Regions from separate parts of the Hordeum vulgare genome. Here region 2 is linked to region 1. Evidence: chromatin contacts called from public Hi-C data. All regions are on one chromosome and are shown on one strand. Each heading gives the region's core, a stretch centred on a gene start, on an enhancer-like site or on the middle of the called end of the contact. The rest is flanking DNA. Distances are from core to core; before and after follow the strand shown. Region 1 holds the start of LOC123430151. Region 2 has its middle 8.1 kb from the start of LOC123430152.

Region 1 (4,394 bases), core at 1,197-3,696:
ACCTAGGCGCTCATGTGCTCATGTCGACCATCAGAACTTTCGCAGCGGACTTGCTGCTCTCGCACTCGGACTCGTCGGAGGAGTTGTCGCACGAGGAGGGGAATAAGTTGAGGTTGGGCTCATCGGAGTCAAGCGTCGCCACCTTCTTGGCCGTGGCCTAAAGTGCCACTACATTCTTGATCCACCCGTGAAGGTGCAAATGCCCAAAGGTCTAGTGACGGCTAATAGCGGAGTGGGGGAGCCGAGTAGTACGGGATCGACGGCTGTCCGAGAAGGACTCCGAACGATGATGCACGGAAATGCGCCGCACCACGGGCGTGCAACGCGTCCGTGTCCAGTGGAGTCTCCTACAACCATGACGAGTCATCGGCGACGAAGCCGATGAAACCGAACCCGATACTCCGCCGAGGGTCATCATGGTGATTGGTAAATCTCCACCTGCGCCAGATTTCGCTAAATGCACAGCCCCAAGGTAGGAGCCAAATGTCGTGGTAATGATTCTAACAATGATACTAGGGGTAGGAATGAAACGGGGCGGAGCCTAGCTACGGCGCAAAGGTCACTCGGATTTAGCTAGTTCGGGCCCCTCTCGGAGAGGTAAAGACCCTCTGCCGCGTGCCCGAAGGATTGTGTTTTCTCTGAGGGGTGTGATTAGAACAGTGTGTTGAACCCTTCTCTAGGAGCTCGGGGTAGCTTATATAGAATGCACCACAATCGGCCGAGCGCCATTATAAAGGCTTTAAATGAGAGTAACTATAAGTGTTATTGGAAGCCGCCGTCTTAACTAAGGGCGTTATAGGTAACGTCCGTCTTGACATTACTTCATGCAAGGCTTTATGTCCTTTGGACGTTATAGCGCCATCGCCGTTCATACATCTTCTCTATCCGAGTGTTGGTATGAGATCGACTCGTGGAGCATGGTCCAAGTGACTTGGTGAATCCTTGTGGATCATGAATATGCACCCTAATGCATCTATAGTCCAAAGAGTTAATGACGATGTGGGACCATAGGTGGGCCCTTAATGTCCGGTCCGTGACGCTACCTCTCGTAGGTCACCTCATCACCCACCGCCTAACCGTAGCGTCCTCATCGGCGGTCGCCTGAAGAAGTAGCTCGTGTGCCCCCGGTGCCTCCGCTGCATGAAGCTGGAATTGGCGACGCCCCTGCTGGCACAGCCGCTGTGCCCCGATCGACGGGCCATCGTCGCCACCTCGACGCTGCCGCCCCCAGATAAAGAAGGAGGTGCCGTTCGCGACCGACAAGGCACGTGGCCGCATCGCGAGGCCAAGGTTTCGGTGGTTCCTCCGGCTCTCGGGTTGTGGTGTCCGAGGTCCAGTGCACGGTCGCTGCACCACGTTCGCCAAGATGAACATGGCGCCGAAATGGGTCCGTAATGACCCGCACCTTGTCGCGGCTTGGGCACTCGACCGTTCCGTGACAACAGCAAAGACGTCTGCGAGTCGTCGCCACCGCCTTGACGGCGAGCTCGCCAAGATAGGCGAGGCGTGCTCACTTAGCGACTGCTCCGCCAATGCTGGTCGCGGCAAGGCAGGGCTCCGAAGGCCACATCGACACTCGGTGCGACGACACTCCGCATGGCGCGGCAGGAGGCGGAGCGGCTCGTCCGCAAGCGGCAGGTAGCCGTCGAACAAGGTTGTCGCGGCCCTCCAGCGGTTCCGGCACTGAAGGGACCACGACGATGACGACACCGATGCGGCGTATGAGGTGGTCGTCCGGTATAGGGTTTAAGTTTTTTCTAGTTTTTTACTTAATCGGTCGAAATATCGATCGTTTTATGTAAATTGTATCCGAACTTAAATAAAATTCATCGTGTGCATCAATTTTGTCCGATTGATTCGAGTTATTGGCCGGATGTACACGATTAGCGTTGGATGTAGTTCTTCTACATCCGTGTTCATAGACCGGTATGTCCACGAACATATAAGGAGAAAATTTGTGGGTTGGCTTTGAAGGTGCCTTTATACCTACGCTTGATTTTTTGGTTTTCTATTTTCTACGTGGTTTGACGTTAACTTACATTTTTTTGGCTGCTCTTTTCTATCAACGGATAAGTAAACCTTTGCTTGTTTATTATGTTTTTTACTCATACGCACTCTTGGAATTTTACTTGGGTTAGATTTCTTCCATGTCTTCCCCGCAAAAAAAAAATAATAATAATCATCCATACCTTTCTTTTTGAGGGGAAGATTTCATCCATACCTAGTTCCGAGATTAGCCTTATAAAAATTAAAATAGCATCCTCTTGGTCTACGACCTGTAAGTAGTCAGCCGAATGGCACGGGTGGCCTACCGTTAGCAACAACCATCCGGCATGGTTAGCATTTCGATTTTGTAGAAGAGGCATCTCGGTCAATGAAACGGGGTTATACTCCTATTTTTGGGTTGTTGTTCTCCTCCCCCCACCTTCATATGAGAGGAGCATCACCTCCCCTTTTTGTCTTCCCAACATTCCCGCTCTCCTTCCTCCTGCCGCAGCTGTCGTGATACGGCAGCTGCTGCGACGCGGCAATCTGCCCACCCATTTGGAGGAGGGAAGGCAACGTTAACCTCGGCGCATTCGATAGCCAACACACATTACACCGTTACAGAGAAACAATTGCACAAGAAATGGCCAACAGCGGCAGAGAACACAAGCGCAGCGTTCCACGTCCACCACCATTGTCGCTCTTCATTGGTAGGGAGCAAGAGCCAGCGGTCACGCGGACGCACCCGGCCGCTGCCGACAACACCAACAAGAAGAGGATGCTGTCGAAGCAGCTGTCCATGAAGGAGACCACCCGGGAGGTCAAGTGGGAGAAGCGACGGCGGCAGATACAACGGCAGAGGAGCAGCATGGGCCTGTACGACGCCGACCGCGTTAACATGCACACCAATGCCAATGGTGTTACCGACGAGGACCTGGACGAGCTCAAGGGATCCATGGAGCTTGGCTTCGGCTTCAACGAGGAGAGCGGAGGCCAGAACCTCTGCGACACGCTCCCCGCCCTCGACCTGTATTTCGCCGTGAACCGGCAGCTGTCGGAGCCCAAGATGCGGGTGTGCAGCCGTTCGCTGCCATCCCTTTGTGTGGCGACATCCTCGTCATCCATGCACTCCGGCACGCCGAGCCCGGCCGGTAGCCCTACCGCTCAGCCCTCCCTCCTTGACTCCTTGAAAATTTGCAGTCCAGGTCAGTAACATTGTACGTTTCCTTGTTAATTTCTTCCTAGATTCCGAATGAATCATCAGCTTATGTTATGTGGTCGGTTGTTTGGTCCTTTGACCGATGCAGCCGGCGAGAACCCGCAGCTTATCAAGACAAGGCTAAGGCAGTGGGCTCAGGTAGTGGCTTGTTCAGTGAAGCACTCCAGCTGAGAACGCTAGCTACATTGATTGAACCACTCTTCCTGCAGAACCGCTGTACATCCGAGTGTTCCATTAGACGGCGAGGGAGAGGACATGACCGGTGGTGCAATTAACTCAACGCCGTAACCTTGTTGCTCTGGTGACGCGCGCCCATGGTTGTTGTGCATAGTTTAGTCTGTATGTATGTGTTGGCAACATTAATGCACCGTTCCCTGTATTCACAGGACAACATTTGATGCAAGGACATTCTTCTTGTTCACCAACTTCTTTAGAAACACTAACTCTTGCTGAAACATTGCCATAAAAAACTAGGCATGCACGCTGCAAGATATATTCGACTAAAACACAAACACTCACCCAAGGGGGCAGGACGAATATCCTCCGAAATCCACCATTAATTTGTTTTGTACAGATTGTAGGGGAGAAAAGTTGGACCGATCGAATTTCGGTTTCAGACTTTAGATGTGCATATGTAATACAACACTGAATATCTGAAATTAAATTGGGCGTTTCGGTATAGTACGTGCGCCTCTGACTGCTGAAGATGTTGGTTAAGTATGCATGTAAACTGTGAATTACTTGTCCATAACTCAAATCACATGATTTTCTCATCATCCATCATAAAATGTATGCTTTTGATTGGACTTAGCGCGAATCGCTCATGTGAGATAAAACAATCTTTTTTATGGATTCTCAAGCCTGGCCTCCCCCCGCAAAATAAAAATAAAGAGACGTGGCCTATTGGGCACCTCCAAACATCGACCCTTAAACGGACGCTCTCAAATGTCCTCCGAGATCTGGCTAGGTGGCACCCATCGTACGGTATCCCTTGAGGGATTCTATGGGAACTCCTATACGGCGCTGCAGGCGTCGGTTTTGCCCTCCTGGCACCTGCAGCGCACCATGTTGGGCCGGCCCATCAAATAGTTTGAAGACCCTGCAGGCTCTGAAAAGATTCACTGATTTTTGAAAAAACGAAGTACATTGATTTTGCAAAAAAATACTTCAAAAGGGCAAAATGTTGACA
Region 2 (4,394 bases), core at 1,247-3,746, 140 kb after region 1:
CTACCACGTCCCAAGGGTTTGCATGGGCTAAGGGGCGACATCGTGGCCTTATTGGGCAAGCGCACAAGTCCCTCAAGGCCCATGCAGTTGGGAAAGGTGGAAAGTCCACCTTTCTATGGAAGGGAAGGAGGGGGACTAGGATTCCACCTCATCCCCCTTTGGCTGCGCCTTAGGGCTTGGAGGGGCTGTTCCCCACGCCCCTCCACCTATATATAGAGGGGAGGGGTCGCCCCAAGCGTACACACAACAGCCCCTCCACCTATATATAGAGGGGAGGGGTCGCCCCAAGCGTACACACAACAGCCCCTCCACCTATATATAGAGGGGAGGGGTCGCCCCAAGCGTACACACGAAGCCCTTGGCGCCTCTCTCTCTCCCTAGATCGTTTTCTCCTCCGTTTGCAGTTTTGGTAGCGCTAGGCGTAGCCCTGGTGAGATAGCACCACCACAACCGCCACCACACCATCGTGTTGTCGGAGAAATCATATACTACTCCTCTCTTGCTCGCTGGATCGAGGAGGCGGAGACGTCATCGGGATGGACGTGTGCTGAACGCGGAGGTGTCGTCCGTTCGGCGCTTGATCGGGAGTTCGTGGGACGGATCGTGATTGGATCGCGAAGACGTACCACTACATCTACCGCTTTCTTTAACGCTTCCTCTTAGAGATCTATAAGGGTATGTAGATGCACTCCCCCTCTCGTAGATGTTAGTCTCCATAGATTGATCTTGGTGTGCGTAGGAATTATTTTGTTTCGGATACGACGTTCCCCAACACGCCGCCCACACGACCATGGCTGCCGCTATGGCGGCCTTCATTCATGACTACTCTGGCCCTACGCTCTAGGCCCATAGGTGCCTTCAATGGTCGTGCGCCGGCCGACCGACGAGAGGAGATGGATCGTCGATGACGAGCGATGCCTAGCACACGACACACACATGGGGCTGTTGCGGTCTCCTTCACCGCTCTAAAGCATGCAACTAGCTAGTTGTGGCACATTTTGGGGTTAACATTTTAGAAAGCACATGCTTTCCTACATCCCCTTATCTCGCCATTCATTTCTGCATCGCAATTCGTGCAAGCACCGTCTTTTTTTGTTTCTTCCAAATAAAATAACATATGAACTTCAAACTTTGGAGGACAACGAAATATTCTAACTAGAATGTGGGAAAAAACTTTCAGATTTTTTTATGAAACATATATACTGAAAACAATATCTTCTACTAAAAAAATCTCATTTTGTATATTTATGTCGGACCAAAAAATGTGAAAGTGTTTTCCTACATTGTAGTTAGAATGATTTGTTGTACTTCAAAGTTTGAAGTTCATATGTTGTTTTGTTTTGAAGAAACAAAAAAGAAAAAATTCCATATAGTAAGTTAGTTGTGTAACACAAATCTCAAAGCAAGATTGGAGGATAATGATAAGAGGTGTCCAGAAGCCTATGCTTTCTAAATCCGGGTCCCACATTTTGGAGATATGACGATGACGTGAAAGTTGATGATCAAATTTGGCAAACGTGGTATATTTTGGCGGCCGATCTATGCAAGTAATGTAAGTTATATATGTCTATATAGTCTAGTTTAACTTTGTTTTGCACATGTTCATATGCCAAAAGTTTACTTTGCATTAATATATTCAAGCATTATGAGATTTCTTTCGAATTTGATGGGTAAGTTAGCAAAGGCTTTCACCCAACAGCCAACGCCATAAATATTTTCCTCCTCTAGTGCAACATGGATGGACAAGATCCTCGTCGTTGCAACATCAAGAACCAGAGGCGTTGCTCGCTAGGGAAACGCTTGTGATATTTAGTAAAAGTTACAGGGTGTTTGCTAAAATCGCCATTACTATATTTAACTCTTGGCGCTTGCCTTTTTCATGACGCCCAAACTATTTTGCAAAAGTAATGTCGATATCTGTTATTTCACGTGCGACGCTAACTAACTACTCCCTTTGTAAACTAATATAAAAGAATTAGATTAATGTTTTAAATACTTTTATATTAGTTTAGGAGGAAGCATTTCTCTAAGAGTTTCCTATCAATGGGACCACTGTGACCCAAAGTATATACAGGGGAGAACTAGATGAGGGGGCATCCATGACCATGGAAAAATGCACCCAATTTTCAAAAGATGCATTTTAATCTCGTTTAAAAATGTAAAAAACAACAGAAAATTTCATGCATACATGTTCTTAAACGTGTGTGCACAGTTTTGTGAAGAAATATTGTTTTTTTTGTCTATGCAGAAAACACAAATGTCAATGCTTCTAAATAGCATTTCACGAGACAATCTTTTGTTTTTTCTGCACAGGCTACAAAAAGATATTTTTCCGTGCAACTTTATACGTGTACGTCAAACATGGAGAAGTACCCGTGTAACCTTTTTCATATCTTTTAGCATTTAAAAATATATTTTTAAAAGTGGGTATGTATGTATCTGGATTTATCCATGCACTTCACAGAACTGGATAGCACCTATACAAGGCAGGTCCTATGCGGCGCCTTAACCGTCCGCTAGATAAACCCGCGCCTGCATGCTCCTTCTCGTGGGCCGGCTCATATTAAATGTGTTCATAGAATTAAAAAAAATCAGATTTGCGAAAATAGTTCAATGTCTATAAAAAAAGTTCACCGATTTCCGAAATATGTTTATGTATTTGCAAAAAGTTCGCAGGATTCAAAAAAGAATTTATCGATTTTCAAAAAAAAGTTCATCGGTTTTTAAAAACAGTCACTGAATTTGAAAAAAAGTTTACAAATTTTAAATTATGTTTTCCGATTTTCCAAAAAGCTCATGGATTTAAAAAAAATCAATGACTTTTAAAAAGTTCACCGATTTTTTAAACAAATCATCGATTCCGAAAAAAGTTCATGGGATAAAACACAGACCTGATGTCTAAATGGGCCGGACCATACGGAATGCTGCAGGCGCCGGTTAACAAAATTTGCCTTTAGCTGGCGCCTGTGGCGCTTAATAGGGTTTCTCCGTATACAACACCCAATTGATCTAACTGGTCCTGATGCACGGAAGTCAATGGGCCGGCCTAGCTATGTGTTCGTTTACTCTATGGAGATTGACTGGTGGAGCAGCGACCGTTAATCACATCGAGTTGATCGTTGACTTTTATCTGTATTATAAAAGGCACGAGAATGCACATCCAATTAGGAATATTAATAGTCGGATTAATAATCTAACGATTGTTAAGCATACTTGCTGAAAAACTTGGGCCTTGTATGAAATAAGTCATTGGTTCATTATAGACCAAGTTTCTTCACTCCACATTAAAGTGGATACTTATCCGCCACCCCTTATAGCTATATAAAGAGGAGAGCACCCCATTGTACAGAACACTTATCAATGATGAATAAAGAAAGACTTCCCTCTACTTTTTTGTGTCAATTTTACTTTTTGTATGTACGCGTAATCGACTACGACGCTATTTTCGCTCCGCAACCTTGGACCGGACTCGCCGGCAGGAGTTGTGAAAGACGTTATCAGCACGCATCGCTCCACCAACTTTTCGTCAAGCTCGCATCAAGCCTGCATCGAGAGGGCTTTCGTCGTTCTCGCGGAGGTATGGATCCGAATTTTCTTTGCAAAAAATGGATTCCCATTATCATTGTGATTCCATTTTTGTAATTTTTCAGATTAGTTTTACCTACGATGTATGTTTTTCCCGCGAGATCGCGGCGGACTGGTTGTCGTCCGCCAATGTGAATCGATCTCGAGTCACTACATATAGGAAGATGGTGCTCATGCTCCCGACGAGCACGACACTGCCACGATGCATCAGTTGTGTGCACGTGTCGTCTCGCTGGTCGGCACTTTTCAAAGATATTCTCATCTTCCCGAGCCGACGCACACAGCCGTCGTCGTCACCATGGTCGTGCTGGCCGCCGCGCCAGGCAGCTCCCGCTGCTGGAGACCTCGGCTGGCTGGTCCCGGCCACGCCCGCCCGTCTGGCCCCGGTCGTGCCCGCAGTCGCTGCGCGCCTACTGCTTCGTCCGTCGCGCCGACCGCACCAGCCACAGGCCAATGCCGCACCTCGTCGTGCCCGCCGCGCCTGGCCAGGCCCGCTACACCGGCCGCGCCTGGCCACGAGCGCCCGGCCACGCCCGTCGCTCATTCCTGCCGCGCCGGTGCCCTGGCCCTACTGGCATCGGAGCCGCCCCCGACCCCGCCTGCTGCAGGCCCCGAGCGCCCGAACACTCCCGCCGCTGGCCGCACCGGACACGTCCATCGCTCGTCACGTCCTGCTGGCCGACCAGCCGCCCGACCGCCTCGGCTGTGCTCGTCGCTGCCTCGGTCGCGCGTGCTGCGCTGGCTGCCGGCCACCCCCACCACCACCGCTTCCTGCCAACGTCGTAGCTAGATGCGCCCCCTGCGCCCGC

The links. Hi-C and Micro-C count contacts between places; a contact is called where the count stands out from the background.
Region 2: a Hi-C map of seedling shows a contact between it and region 1, with 3 times the contacts expected there. The contact joins the enhancer-like site here to the promoter of LOC123430151 in region 1. A contact is called at or near these places in 3 of 6 Hi-C or Micro-C datasets (leaf and seedling).

What each region holds. Positions count from the first base shown.
Region 1 is chr2H:395,663,868-395,668,261 of MorexV3_pseudomolecules_assembly, forward strand. It overlaps LOC123430151, which reads left to right and starts at 2,447. Exons shown (of 2, transcript XM_045114051.1): 1 at 2,447-3,191; 2 at 3,294-3,626. The coding sequence starts at 2,630. The coding sequence ends at 3,376.
Region 2 is chr2H:395,799,950-395,804,343 of MorexV3_pseudomolecules_assembly, forward strand. No RefSeq gene overlaps it. Among protein-coding and RNA genes, the nearest start is that of LOC123430152, 8.1 kb to the right of the region's middle. Within about 2 kb of position 2,497, at least 3 of the 3 cell types and tissues checked have open chromatin away from gene starts, as enhancers often do. A contact at or near this core is called in leaf and seedling, where this site is marked.